Linked DNA regions of Mus musculus: regions 1 and 3 are each linked to region 2. Evidence: chromatin contacts called from public Hi-C and Micro-C data. All regions are on one chromosome and are shown on one strand. Each heading gives the region's core, a stretch centred on a gene start, on an enhancer-like site or on the middle of the called end of the contact. The rest is flanking DNA. Distances are from core to core; before and after follow the strand shown.

What was found. A called contact is a pair of places that touch in the nucleus more often than the background predicts.
Region 1: a Micro-C map of the G1E-ER4 cell line shows a contact between it and region 2, with 3 times the contacts expected there. The contact joins two enhancer-like sites. A contact is called at or near these places in 3 of 15 datasets of contacts at CTCF or cohesin (embryonic stem cells, large pre-B cells and stem cell-derived epiblast-like cells), 10 of 484 Hi-C or Micro-C datasets (the G1E-ER4 cell line, the HL-1 cell line, cerebellar granule neurons and 4 more) and 4 of 115 datasets of contacts at active chromatin or transcription factors (astrocytes, embryonic basal ganglia, embryonic stem cells and 1 more).
Region 3: a contact with region 2 is called in a Hi-C map of rod photoreceptor, with 2.0 times the contacts expected there. The contact joins the promoter of Rd3l here to the enhancer-like site in region 2. A contact is called at or near these places in 7 of 39 promoter capture datasets (the HPC-7 cell line, HPC-7-derived erythroid cells, cranial neural crest and 4 more), 3 of 484 Hi-C or Micro-C datasets (the G1E-ER4 cell line, embryonic stem cells and rod photoreceptor), 1 of 115 datasets of contacts at active chromatin or transcription factors (embryonic stem cells) and 1 of 9 other capture datasets (liver).

What each region holds. Positions count from the first base shown.
Region 1 is chr12:111,877,337-111,881,827 of GRCm38.p6, reverse strand. All of the region lies in intron 1 of Ppp1r13b (protein phosphatase 1, regulatory subunit 13B), which reads left to right. Among named protein-coding and RNA genes, the nearest start is that of Ppp1r13b, 28 kb to the left of the region's middle. Within about 2 kb of position 2,342, at least 3 of the 459 cell types and tissues checked have an H3K27ac peak or open chromatin away from gene starts, as enhancers often do. A contact at or near this core is called in the G1E-ER4 cell line, where this site is marked.
Region 2 is chr12:112,549,259-112,553,880 of GRCm38.p6, reverse strand. No RefSeq gene overlaps it. Among named protein-coding and RNA genes, the nearest start is that of Gm40584, 16 kb to the right of the region's middle. Within about 2 kb of position 1,675, at least 76 of the 459 cell types and tissues checked have an H3K27ac peak or open chromatin away from gene starts, as enhancers often do. A contact at or near this core is called in the G1E-ER4 cell line and rod photoreceptor, where this site is marked.
Region 3 is chr12:111,978,570-111,983,177 of GRCm38.p6, reverse strand. Rd3l (retinal degeneration 3-like) reads left to right here and starts at 2,427. Exons shown (of 3, transcript NM_001127685.1): 1 at 2,427-2,459; 2 at 2,831-3,136; 3 at 3,434-3,855. The coding sequence starts at 2,838. The coding sequence ends at 3,728. The region is part of intron 1 of Tdrd9 (tudor domain containing 9); the gene reads right to left.

The DNA.
Region 1 (4,491 bases), core at 1,093-3,592, 670 kb after region 2:
AGTGTACTCATATACAGTAAATAAATAAATAAAAACTTTGCAACAGTAAGTTTGGGCAGTTAGGACTGGAGGAATGGCTCAGCAGTACAAAGTGCTTGTTGTTCTTTAGGAAGATGATGCCCATAGCTGGTGGCTTACAGCTGCCTTGAATTCCAGCTCCATGGGCTCTGTCAGTCCCTCTCTGCTGGCCTCCATAGGCATGTACACACAGGTGGCAGACACAGAAACATAAGTAAAATTTCTAAATTATCTTTGTAAGTTTGGGCTATTTCTATTTTTGGCTGTTATAAATGATAGCGTGAATTCAGGCTTATGTGTAATGTACATCTGTAATTCTCTTCAGTATATGAGTAATGCAGATTAAAAATACATATGGGGCAGGGTATAGTAGACTTTTGTTTTTATTTTTGTTTTTTTGTTTCTTTGTTTTTTTGAGACAGGGTTTCTCTGTGTAGCCCTGGCTGTCCTGGAACTCACTTTGTAGACCAGGCTGGCCTCAAACTCAGAAATCTGCCTGCCTCTGACACCCAAGTGCTGGGATTAAAGGCCAAGAACATTTAATTAGAAAGTTTATATGGTTTAGGTCAAATAATTTTTCTGTTCCATTGTTGTGGTTAATTGGAGGAAATGCCATGATTCTTTGCTCTTATCCCACAGTATATATAGTGCCTACATGGGGAAAAGCTCTCAGTTTGCAATTGATAACTTTAAATAAAAGCATTAGGTATAACCTGGCTAATTGAAATATAAACGAATGATGAAAGATTATACCAATCAAGAGACTATTAGAACTCTCATATAAAAAATCTCTAGAAACATTTTCTCCTCTCTTTTGTATTTTGATGCACTGGGGAAGTGCTTTGGAGAACTGGTTCAGAGTGCCTTAGCTCTGAGTCAGGCAGAGTGAGTTAAGCTCTCTTTCTCTCTAGTTTTGTGAGCTCCATGATTTGAACCCATGATTAAGCTCTCCAAGCCCCTTTTCCTAATCTGTAAAGTGAAAAGTAGTAGCTGTCTTAGAGTAAAGACAGAAGTTAAGGGTGTGAGAAGCCCTTACACTGCACTAAGGAGGTTGGAAACTAGTGGTGCCAGTGACTTTCCTAGGGCAGTGACTCTTCCTTTAGTTTAATACTAGCTCTTGAGAATTTCATAAGACCATCCTGCTATTCTCTCAAAGTATTGGGCCATGGTCTACACTAAGAAACATTTTATTAGGTGACTCAGTTCTTATAGACACCCCTCTCCTGTGACTGACTGACTGTCTCTTTGTCTCTCTCTGTCCCTCTCTTTCTCTCTCTCTCTCTCTCTCTCTCTCTCTCACACACACACACACACACACACACTCACACACACACTCATACACACACACACACGCGCACACACACACTCTCACACACACAATGTCTGCATGCACTCTTGCCAGGTACAGGATACTGCTGTTTTTTGCTGTTTTGTTTTTGCTTTTATTTTACATTAAATACCATTTTACAGCACTTTTGTTGTTGTTGTTGTTAACTTTTTTCCTTTTTAAAAAAAATTGGGTATTTTCTTTATTTACATTTCAAATGTTATCCCGTTTCCTGGTTTCCCCTCCAAAAACACCCTCCTCCATCCCCCCCATCCCCCTGCTCCCCAACCCACCCACTCCCATTCCTGGCTCTCGCATCCCCCACACTGGGGCATGGAGCCTTCACAGGACCAAGGGCCTCTCCTCCCATTGATGTCCAACTAAGGCCATCCTCTGCTGCATGTGCAGCTGGAGCCAGGAGTTTCACCATGTGTGCTCTTTGGTTGGTGGTTTAGTCCCTTGGAGCTCTGGGGGTACTGGCTAGTTCATATTATTGTTCCATTTTACAGCAGTTTTAGGAATACAGAAAAATGGAACAGAAACACAATTTTCCTGCTTTCTTCTCATCCCACCGCAGACCTAGCACTTATTAACTATCATTGTGATCTATCTGTTACAGTGATGGACCAGTTTTGATATGTTTTGGTTGACTGAGGTCCTTGGCTTATAGGCTGAGCTTCACTCTTGGAATATAGCTCTGTGAGTTTTGACAGATGTGTAATGTTCCACACTTCCAGTGTCATTCAGAATAGCTTTGTTGTCCTGAAAGACCCTGCAGTCCGTTCTCCCTTGCAGCCCTGTAGCTGATCCAGACTCTATTGTTTTGTTTTTCTAGAATCTTATACAGTTGGAATCCAGCAGTATGTATGTAGCCTTTCAGACCAGTTTCACCCAGCAGCTTATAGTTAGAGGTCCTCCTCGTCATTTTCTGGCTTGATGGCACATACTTTTTATTGCTGTAGTCTTACACTGTCTGAATAGGTCAGTTTGTTGACTCATTCATCTACTAATGGCATCTTGGTTGTGTCCAAATTTTTGGCAATTCTGAGAATTGATACAAGCTTTTGTGTGAAAATAAACATCATATGGTAAAAGTGTTTTTGTGTTTGAGGAGAGGTTTTGAGACACTGTACCTAGATGGGCCTGGCACTTAACTGTGAAGTCCAGGCTAGTCTTGAACTTGTAGCACTCCTCGTACACCATCAGCCTCCCAAGTGTTGGACTGGAATTAGAGCTGTGACCCCTGTTTTGTTTTATAGGACATTTTATAGGATTGTCTTCCAAAGTGGCTGTGGCATTGTCTACTGCTTAGTTCCTTTTGCTGCGTGCCTGTAACATGAAACAGTGACAGCAGAGTTGGCAGGACTATGGAGGGCCGTTTGCCTGACTGAGGGTGACTACTGTGTCATTGTTCTGAAAGCTGTTCCCCGCGACACTTCTTGTGCACACATGGCATTTGCACGTCAGCTTTGCTTAGATGTGTGTTCACATCATTTGCTCCTTAGAAAAGGTGTGTTTCCATACTGATGTTAAGAACTTTCTGTGTTTTAGGATGCAAGTTCCTTGTTGCCTGTACACTTTTCCAGATAATTTTTTTAGTCTGAGTTGTGACTTTCAATTTTCTTTTTAAGATTTCTTTTTTCGAGACAGGGTTTTTCTATGTAGCCCAGGCTGTCTGCAGTGTGCTCTGTAGACCAGGCTATCCTCGAACTCAAGAGATCAGCCTAGCCTGCCTTTGCACTACAATCCCAAGTACTGATATTAATATGCATTTTTAGGCTTAAGTATTTATTTATTTTGAAATTTTTTCATCACTCTATTAAGGCCAACTCTTCCTTTAAGACATGGTCAATTTCCAATTATTATTATATCTTTTTTAAAAATTGACGTGGGACTCATATAGCCTAGGCTGGATTCAAATTCTCTTTGTAGTTGGGGCTAGTCTTGGACTCCTGATCCTTCTGCCTCAAGTGCATCACTGCATCTAACTTCTTTAGTTTTCTCTGAATGTGGGATTGCTCCCTGTTGTCATGCAGCGCCACCTTGTGGGAGGAGGGAGTCTGTCTAGAGGCATCCCGATATGAGGTATGAGGGAATCTGCTGAGACTCTTATGTTAATCTTATGTTAATCATGGCTTTGGACTTTCACAATAATACTTTTTCTTGTGTCATGTAGACTAAGTCAGTGGGTAAAGGGGTAAATATTCTCTTATCTTTTTTTTTTTTTTTTTTTTAATTTTATTTATTCATTATATGTAAGTACACTGTAGCTGTCTTCAGACACTCCAGAAGAGGGCGTCAGATCCCGTTACGGATGGTTGTGAGCCACCATGTGGTTGCTGGGATTTGAACTCCTGACCTTCGGAAGAGCAGTCGGGTGCTCTTACCCGCTGAGCCATCTCACCAGCCCTTCTCTTATCTTTATTGTGAAGAAAACTTGAAGATAAAAAGGCAGACAAACACATATCCTTCAGGATTCAAAAGTCCTACCAAATCATATAACTGGGGGATTTATGTAGTCAATCCATGCTTTATGCCCGGTGCTGATCCAGGTACTGATGACACAGCTGAAGGCTGACCAGGATCTCTGTTCTCAGGAAATGGATAAGCATTTGAACCCTGAGCCAGGTAAGAGACAGGTAACAGATGGAGTTCCTTTAGTTAGATTGGTTAGGGGGAGCTCTGATGAGCGCTGAGCAGCTGAGTGCAGTGGTCCGGTCCAGCATCAGGGCAGCATGCATGGAGACAAAGTAATGTATCTAATGGCAGGCGCAGCAGCATCCACTTAGGTTGCTTTGCAGAGGTGCCGGCTCTGCTGGCTCGGGCTCCATCAGTAACAGTGATGTTGTGCCCAGAGACTGAGGATGTTTCTGTTTGCCTTTTTTCTCTCTCTTAACATCTCTTTACTTTATGTATATGAGTATCTGCCCTGCATGTATGTATACATGTGTGCCATGTATGTGCAGGAGGCTTCCAAGACCAGTAGAGGGTATCAGATATCCCTGAACTGGAGTTATAGACAGTTGTTAAATGCCATGTGGGTCCTAGGAATTCAGCCTATGTCCCCTTTAAGAGCAACAAATGCTCTTAACCACTGAGCCATCTCTCCAGCCTACATCTCTGAGGCTTTAAGTTAAACACAGAGA
Region 2 (4,622 bases), core at 426-2,925:
GTGGGACCCAAGGCCACAGACCATTAGGAAAGAGTGAAGCCTAACTGGCTTGTCAGAGGTGCTAAGTCCTGCTTTCTCTGCCCCTCACACGGGGCCTGCTGCTCCTGAGCAGGACTATTCTGGCCTCTCCCAGGGCTCTTGAACGTCATACATAATAAGGGCCAGAGTTGAGAGAAGCTGGGCCCACCCCACCAGCCTACCATAGCCTACCATAGCCCTTCCCAGAGTCCTGTGGTCTTCATCTGTACTGACAGATACCACTGTCTCGGAGCTGCCCAGTGTAAGTACGAAGGCTGGCTGGAGCTGAGGTCCTGGAGGCTCAGAACTGTCTCTTGGGTGAACTGGGGCCCTGCAAGTACTCTTTATACCCAAGTATAGGGTCCTTTCTCCTGAGCTATGCCTGGTCACCCAAATCAGGTCGGGACATCCCTGGTCCTGACTCATATTAGTCTCTTCAATCCCCGATGGTACTCAGAGACCCTCTACCCCTCAAGTCACAAAGCCCCTGGTTCCCATGTCCATATTGGGACTTCACAGTGAGTACCTCTGAGGAAAACACCCACTGAGGTCACTTCCTTGCTGGTTTCTACCTAGGCCAGGGAGGAAGGAGCAGAGAGCTTAACGAGCAGCCAGAAGCTTAACCAGTGGCTGGAGGGAGGTCTGGTTAGTTCCAGCCAAGTTCTCAGGGCAAGATTGACCATTCTCTGAGTGGGGCCCTCCTTCCCACAGCTGGAGCTGACACAGCCGAGAGCTGCAAGCTGGGCTGAGGACTCAGCCTGGTCAGACGGTAGCCATCAAGGAGTGACCTTATCGATGCTACAACAAATGGAACCCAGAGCCTCCTGGATGATGTCCTGAACTTGGGGAACAGGAAGGAGTGTCCTGTATTTGGAGCACCAGATCTATGCAGGCACCTTGAGGATTCCTAGCCACTCAGACAGCTCACTTTTCTGAGTCAGCCACCAACAGTCCCGCCCAGCAGATGGGCAGATTGAAGCCCGGGGAGGTGACCTGGGCCCTGCCTGAAGCTCCAGTCTCTCTGAACGTCAGGGAAAGGAGCCTGTTCTGCTCAAGGCCCCCAGTACCAGCATCTACTGTCTACTGAGCTCACAACACCTGCAAGGCCCAGCCTCACCCACAGCAGCTGGGCACACAGCTCCTACATGGCCTTGCTCCTACCGGGTTTGCTTTGGGTGTGACCAGTGTTAGGGGAGGGCTGTGGACCCTGAAGCTCCCTCACTTTTTTTTTTCTTCTTGTTGCTAGGGATGGAACCTGTTGCTTTGTGGATTCTTGGTAACTACGTTGTTATTGAGCTACCCCTGGCTTTCTCACTTCCCTTTCAGACAGTGGTCATCATTTGGAGCAGGGACACAGGCTCATCGTGTTCAGGAGGAGGAGCCTGGGTTCAGCGCCCCCTCATCCTGGGTCCTTTTTACAGACTTGGGTTCCAGCCTGACTAAGGAAAATATCACCAGGGCAGAATTTCCTGGTATCCTGACGCCACCCGGTACCCAGATCCAGCGGTTTTGCTACAGCGTAGAGCAGATGAGACTAACCAGGAGGAGAATTCTGGTGTAGGCACTCCAGCAGATTGGGTTGGGTAGACAAGAAAGAGGGGTGCCCTCGCTGCCCTTGTGCTTTTGGTGGCACAGCGCTCTCTGGTGGCGATATGTGGTATCACTCTCCTTTGTTGGCGACCACTAGGTGGCGGTTTTCAAGGCCTAAGGCTGACTTGAGCTGTCTAGATTTTCCTCTTCTATCTTCCCCTCTGACTCTTGCACCGGGATTCCCACCTGCAGTGTAACCTCTGACAGTGCACCGGGGGCTGGGGGGTGAGGAGCGGGGAGGGATAAAACAAAGCCCTCTGCAGACAGAAGCAGAGGCTTCAGTGGCCCACAGCCTTGCCTGTCAGCTGACCACTTCCATTCTTTCTGATAATGGAGCTCTGTGTGTTTGGGAATCGCTGTGACAAAGCTCCCTTTGTCTCCGTGGACTTGTTTGTAAGAACAAAGTTGCTTAGTGTTCACACCATTTAAACACAAAAGTGGGCTCATAATTGGGACAGAGTCTCTCCCAACCATAGCACACGCACGCACACATCTCAAGCATAAAGTTTATCAAATTAGTACAAAATTCTGCGGCAAAAGCTGAGTAGAGATGCAAAGCGAAGCGGGACCCCAGTTTGCTGCTGTGCTGCCCACGTGCTCCCCTTTCGTGACAAGAACTCAAGAGAAACAGTTTAACCGGACTTGATCTCAACGTCAGAGGTTTCAACTCGGGGTCTCCAGCCCTACTGTTTTTATGCCTCTCTGTGGAGAGGCAGAACACAAAGCAGGAAGGGTGCCGTGGGAGAAAGCCACTCCCATCATGGCACCCAGGAAGCAGAGAGACAGGAAGGAGCCAGGGTCAGGAGAGACCTTAAGGGCAAGCCTTCATGGCAACCCCTTTCTTCTGACCATGCCCCACCCTTCCACAATCCAACTCTTCCCAACAGACAAGTAACAATTTGAGTCCCTCGATGGATCAAGCCACAGATTTCCCCTAACATCTGGTTCTCTCTGCAAACACCCTCACAGGCAGACCAGGGGTGTGTTTTACTAATACAGATGTCTTTTTTATCGGAAGTTTTAATCCCAGCACTCTGGAGGAAGAGGCAGGGAGATTTTTGTGTGAGTTTGAGGGTCTATGTAGTGAAGTTTCAGTTCACCTAGGGTAACAGGAAGAGATCCTGTCTGAAAATCTGGGGGAAGGGAATGAGCAGGGGGAAGGAGAGGGAGGGAGGGGGAGAGAAGACAGAATGGAATGGAACCATCTGTGGTTTGCTTACTGGGATAGGCATGGAGGGGTGGGTGGCAGATGTCCTCTGCAACTTGACTTGAAAGGTATTGCAAAGCAAGATGGCTCTGGGGCGGGTTGCTTGTGGGCAGGGCAGATGGGGCAGATCCAGGTCACTGGTGTTTATAAGAGAAGGTGGGTAGGCATATCCACTGTGCAAGTCTTTCAACTTCGCTGTGTTTGAAATTTTTCCTGATAAAATGATGTGGGAAAAGTCACAAGAAGGTGAATACTACAGAGGTCTCAGAGGCTGGTCCTATTGTCTGGCCCAGGCCAACCTGTCCCCGGCTTTTACAAGTGTGAGATCCCCTGGAGGGCAGGAGAAGGCCTGAGTGCTTGGCCTATGAAGCTGGAGGTTGATTCTTAGGATTTGAAGCCCATTCCTGTTGGTTTAGAATTCAGACTCGGACTGTCTTGCCTGCCTTTGGAACCCTTTCCCCTCGCTAGGCTGCCTTGTCTGGCCTCAGTGGGAGAGGGTGTGCTTAGTCCTGGAGAGATTTGATGTGCCAGGGTGGGTTGCAGGGAGAGGGGCCCCCATCCTCTGAGGAGAAGGGGAGGTGGGAGAAGTGGGATGGGAGGGTGGGACTGGGAGGAGAGGAGGGAGGGGTTGTGGAAATCAAAAGAAAAAAAAAAAGAAGAATTTAGAAGCAAAACTATTCCTTATGAATACCCAGAAAATGCAGGGACAACCAAGGAGATGGAGACAGAAAGAGACAGGCCCTGGGTTTACGTACCACTAAAATTAGTTTGGGTCATGTAGCCTTCCCCAGCCTGAAGCAGGCTGATGCAGACCTTGTCGCCACTGAGGTGGGGCCATGTGTGGTGCAGCTTTCGGACTTGGTTGGCTCTTTTTGAAGTGACAACTGCCCTGCTCTTCTGCTACCTGCCGAGAGGGGCTGAACCTGTCTTCCTGAGACATTCCTGAATAAGCAACAGCCTGGCGACCAAGTGCTGACAGCATGGCTACAAAGCACCAAGGATGGACTGGCAGGGGTGTAGAGTGTGTGGGGGTGTGTGGGGGTAGTGGGTGTGCATGGGCCTTCCCCCTTTTAAGCACAGTCTCTTAGTAAACTCGCAGGCCTTCCTTGATCAGAGAAAAATTTGTCTTGGCCTCATCATTCTTTTCTCGCTGTCTAGTTTCTCTTTCAGCCGCAGCCTGCCTTCCAGGAATTCATGTAGGCCACAGGCCGGCCTCCTACTACAGGGTCATATTTCCTTTCTTTTCTCTGCCTCTTTAATGATCATGTCCTTTCATGTTGTTGTTTGGACACAGGCACACAAGTTCACTGTGGTGCTGTGGGCCGAACCCAGGGCTTCAGACCTGCTAGGTAAGCACTCTATGGCCGGGCTATTCCTATTCCTGCTGTCCAATGATTGGTTTTGAGACAAGGCTTTTTTGTGTAGCCCTGGCTGTTTTCTAGACCATGTGTCACCGCTGCCTGGCCCATTATATTTTGAATAACTATTTTTATTTTATGAATAAATGTTTGATTGTTTTGTTTGTGTTTATATATGCACCATGTCTGTGCAGTACACATAGAGGCCAGAAGGGGGTGTCATATCCCATGAAACTGGAGTTACAGATGGTTGTGAGCTGTCATGTGGGGTACTGGGAATTGAACTCATGTCCTCTGAAGTAGCAGCCAGTGTTCTTAACTGCTGGGCCATCCTTCCCATCCCTGAGTTTATGATTTTTTTTTTAAAGATTTATTTATTTATTATATGTAAGTACACTGTAGCTGTCTTCAGACACTCCAGAAGAGGGCGTCAGATCTCGTTACGGATG
Region 3 (4,608 bases), core at 1,178-3,677, 570 kb after region 2:
GTGGACTGAGGTGGCAACTAAAGCCACAAGCAGCAATTGTAGCAGCTGGACAGATGTCCAATAAGCCGAGGAACCAAGAGAAGGCTCAAGAAGTCCTCTAAGGCCACTGAAGTCTGCTCAAAGGCCAGCTGCTTAGGCCAGTAATCTACCTAAGAGGCTGTGGCAGGAGTGCAGTGCATCTAAGGCCAGCCGGGGCTACCCAGTGAGACCCTGACTCAAGAACTAACAAATAAATCCCTGTTCAGAGGAATTATCCCAGCTAGAAAGTCCTTGCCTGATCCGCTCATTTGACTTGAAGGAAGCAGGACATGAATGCTAAATAACACAAGACAACTTATAATTATCTTATTCACACACATTCATCTTTCCCTTAGGAGGGCAGCCCCATGAAAGCAGGAAGTGGGTCTGTCTAGTGAACTGAGTCACCCCAGGTCCCAAGCCTCCACACCACAAGAGACATCAGTGAACATCTGTTGAGCGACTGAGCAAATATATAAGAGACATAGTCGAGATGAATCAGAAAGCACTTAAGGATTGTGAAGAGGGAACTAGAATAAGTTCAAACAAGAGAACAAGAGTAGGATCCAGGAAAAAGTGTTGAAGAAAAAGAAATGAGTTGAACAAACAAACAACAATAACAAACAAAGCCTGATTGGACAGCAGCTACAAACTAAGAGACAGAATAAGCATTTGGGTAGTCAGTTATCTCAATCTAGAGTGGGGGTGGGAGGGTCAGTGTGGTGGCTTTAATCCCAGCACTCAAGAGGCAGAGGCAGGTGGATCTCCAAGTCTGACATCAGCTTGGTCTACATCGTGAGTTCCAGGACAGCCAGGGCTATGTACTGAGAGCCCAGGAGAGCAGCACTGGTATGCTCGGCACTGCAGTGGATTGATAGGCGAGCTGGAGATGCACAAGTAAGTAAGACTGCAGAGGACCTGAGTGGAAACCAGGCCTGTTCTCCAATATATGTGATATTTCAGTTTCCACGTTCGAGGGAGGAGAGGCTGAAGAGTCACAACGCTCTTCACAGGGAAAGTGGCGTGACTGGTACAGCTTCAACTTTAATTTGGAAGGACACCTTGTCACAATAAACGTCACTCCCTCCTTTCTCCCACTACTGCAGGCAGTGTAATGTGAACGCGGCTCACTGAGGATAATGAAGCCTGACATCTGGCCTTTCCCGGTCATAACAGGAACTACAGCATGACCACACATGTCACTCTTGATCACACATGGCACACAGGTCTGATGGGGAAAATGTCTATTATTCTTGGTTTATTGGGAAGAAAAGCAACAGAAGAAATAGTTATAAAAGGAAAAGCTACATAATGTCATCACTTAGCAGGAAACTAAGACGCAAAGGACCTTTTATGCTCTAGCCACTGTTTCACACAGGCATCTGGACAGAAAATGTACAACAAAGTCCAAGGCACAGACGTGCTCACCTAAGCAGGGGTTATAATGTTTCATCTGCACATTTGAGACTTGAGCTCTATACACAGTCATGGGTGACCCTGAACTTCTGGCACTCCTTCTTCCATATCCCAAGTGGAGATTGCTGGAATGTAGTACTACCACCTGACTTTATGTAGTATAGTTCTATTTCTACCTTGGTTCTCCTTCAGGTCTCCACTCTCACCGATAACTCATCGCCATCTTACCACCTTGAACAGAGACAATCAAATGCACACTGATTATCAGCTAGTGTCCCCTATCAGCTTCAGTGTCCCCTAGCATGTCCACCTGCTCCAGTGCAAGGGTTTGCTATGTTATGAGCAGTAAATGAAAGCTCACTTGCCCCACACATGACTGACGCCAGCAGGCTCTGCCCAGTTTACTTGGTGGCAGTGAGCTTCCACAGAGTGCATGTTTTGCATATAGTCAAGTCTGATCTATTTTTCCTGCTTTCATTAGAAGGGACAGTGACCTGGCTTCCAAACTGCCTCAAAGTTAAGCTGAAGATGAAAAGCAGCAGTGTGGTTATTTTTAGAGCTCTACAGGCATAAAAATACGGCAGGACCTGTGACCCACAGCTATGCACAGCAGAGCATCACACCACGCGGCACTCTTCCTCAGCTAGGAGCATCTGTGGTGCCTCAGACGCTTGCTTTTTTTTCACTCCACTCCTACAGATGCTGCAGCATGCATTTGGGACCAGCATCCGTAGCTGCCAGCATCCTTTCCAAAGAAAATAAGCTACATTCAAAAGGTAGACAATTATATAACTCATGAAGATGAAAGGTTTTATATATATATATATCTCCAAATGAAGACAACAGATCCCCATTCCTAACACAGAAAGTTGTTTGTTTCAAACACAGTTCCAGTGGGTAAATGAGGAGACATTCCTTCCCTGGAGGACACCCCCAGAGAGTGAGACCCATCTGAGAGAAACAGCTTCATCCCCAACTTGGGCAAACTCTGGCAACACTCCCGCAACAGACCCCTGGCTCGGCAGGTAAGCTTGCGTTTTCTGTACTAAGAGTGAGTCACACGTGTGCTGTGGACAGCACTTTTCAAGTTGGTGATGTTTCAAGACCCCCCTAAAAACTTCTATTAGCAAGTGTTATTTTCAGAAATTGCTCAGTTTGTATTATTATCTTTGATTTTATTTCATTTCTGCTTAGTTTTTATTTAGGTATTTTCAAAGCTTGGGTTTAGCACTGACCTAGTTAGAAATTGAAAGACTTTAATCCACACTCTAATCTTATTTTGACCTGCATGTTTTACCAGTGGAAAAATTCATGTACTTTTCTGGCAATAGTAAAAAATATTTACTGTTAAAAACCATAAAAATTTTATGCAAGTAAACATTTCATATCTCCACAGCCTAAAAATGCCACTTTTTAGCTGGGTGAAATGGCCAAGAAATTATTCCTACAAACAAACACGCTACGCTGGCTCTGAGGTAGTGACAAAGACTCTGCTTCGGGAGTTAAAATGGCATTTGAAGGAGCGCGAGAGATTAATACATGAGATCGAAAATGAACAGAAAGTGAAAAAGACAGGCGTGGACTACAACTGGCTGAGAAGTTACCAGACTTCTCACACAATGATCCCAGCTACCGAACAAAGACAACTGGAAGTTCTGTGCTCACAAGTACAACCTTGTCAAGCTGGAACCGTTCTCAGCAGGTAGACTACTATGTTCTTTATGGTCTTGTGGTGTGTGAGATTCAGACTAAAAGCTGCCTCATTATATAAACTCAATCCGTGTACCGATGCCCAAAACCCTATGTACCTCTAGGTAGCTTACTGGTAGAAATTTACTTTAATTACAAAGTTTCTTCACTGAAAGCTTAATTATAATGCTTTTCCTGTTACTTAATTATAATGCTTTTCTGGACACAGTTACATATGTAAGCTTCATTTGGGAAATCGGGTACAAGAAAATTTCTAAATACTCATCCCTACAACTCCCCCCCCCCTTAGATTTAGAGAACTTTTGGCAGAAAACGATGTACTTCCCTGGGAAATTGTCTACATCTTCAAGCAAGTTCTGAAAGACTTTCTCAGCAGTCCTGCCAGAGGGGGTCACCATGCTGGCCTATGGGACTCTGACATCACCGGTCCCCCTACCCCTGCGCTCCCAGGTGAAAGCTCTGAGAGGCCAGACAAAGAGGAGATACCCACGATTTCAAGCTATGTAGACAAACATGCCAAGAACAGGTTTCCCCCCTGTTCACACAGAGTATGGAACCTGCCATACTATTACCCACCAAGCTGAGGAATTAGCAAGACCACCTCAGAGTCACCCTTAGCACTGAGAACAAACAGTGGCATGACTCCAAGTGTCTTGGCTTCAATGTCAGGGTTTCCTCAAAATTCCTGTACCGCCAACTTCTCTAAGCAGCACTATTTTCTAACCACTCTAAATATTCAATATTTTAATGAAAAGTATGCTTTTAACTAAAATACTGTCTAAATGTTTGAAGTTTCTTATACCTCAAATATGTCACAGAACTAAAGAAATTTAATATGAAGTATGACGGATTCTTTGTGAAACTTAATTAATCTTGGCTTTTATTCTAAGAAAGCTGATGTGTAAAATAAATGATTAATGTGAGCTTCTCCCTACAATGCAACTGAAACGAAGCCCACATCCATTACATAATGTCGCCTGTCGGGAACAAGGGAAAGGGTCCGCGAGCATGAACATGACCTTCAATTTAAAAGCACAGAAGCTCACGGGAACGGCCGACAATCTCATCTCTAATCATGGCTAAACACATCCCGGTTGTTATACCGCAAACTGTTTGCAAAACCTAAATTTAGCAAAGGAATTGAGGTTAAGTGTGTGTGTGTGTGTGTGTGTGTGTGTGTGTGTGTGTGTGTGTGTGTGTGTAAGGTGCTTCAGGCACATTTTATTGAACATTTTCAATGGGCACAGTAACTAAAATTTTTAGCTAGGGAATAGAGAAAATAAGTTCCTCACAGAACAAGAGCTGTAGAGCACTGCACACAACAGACCTTTAAAGTTGTTATCACCAGCCAGACCCATCTACCGAGCAATGCTAAAGTAACACTACCTTCTAGGCACTGTGCATTACCTCTCATTAACCCAAACCTGGGACATCTGAGATACAACTCTCACTTGGCAAAGGAGC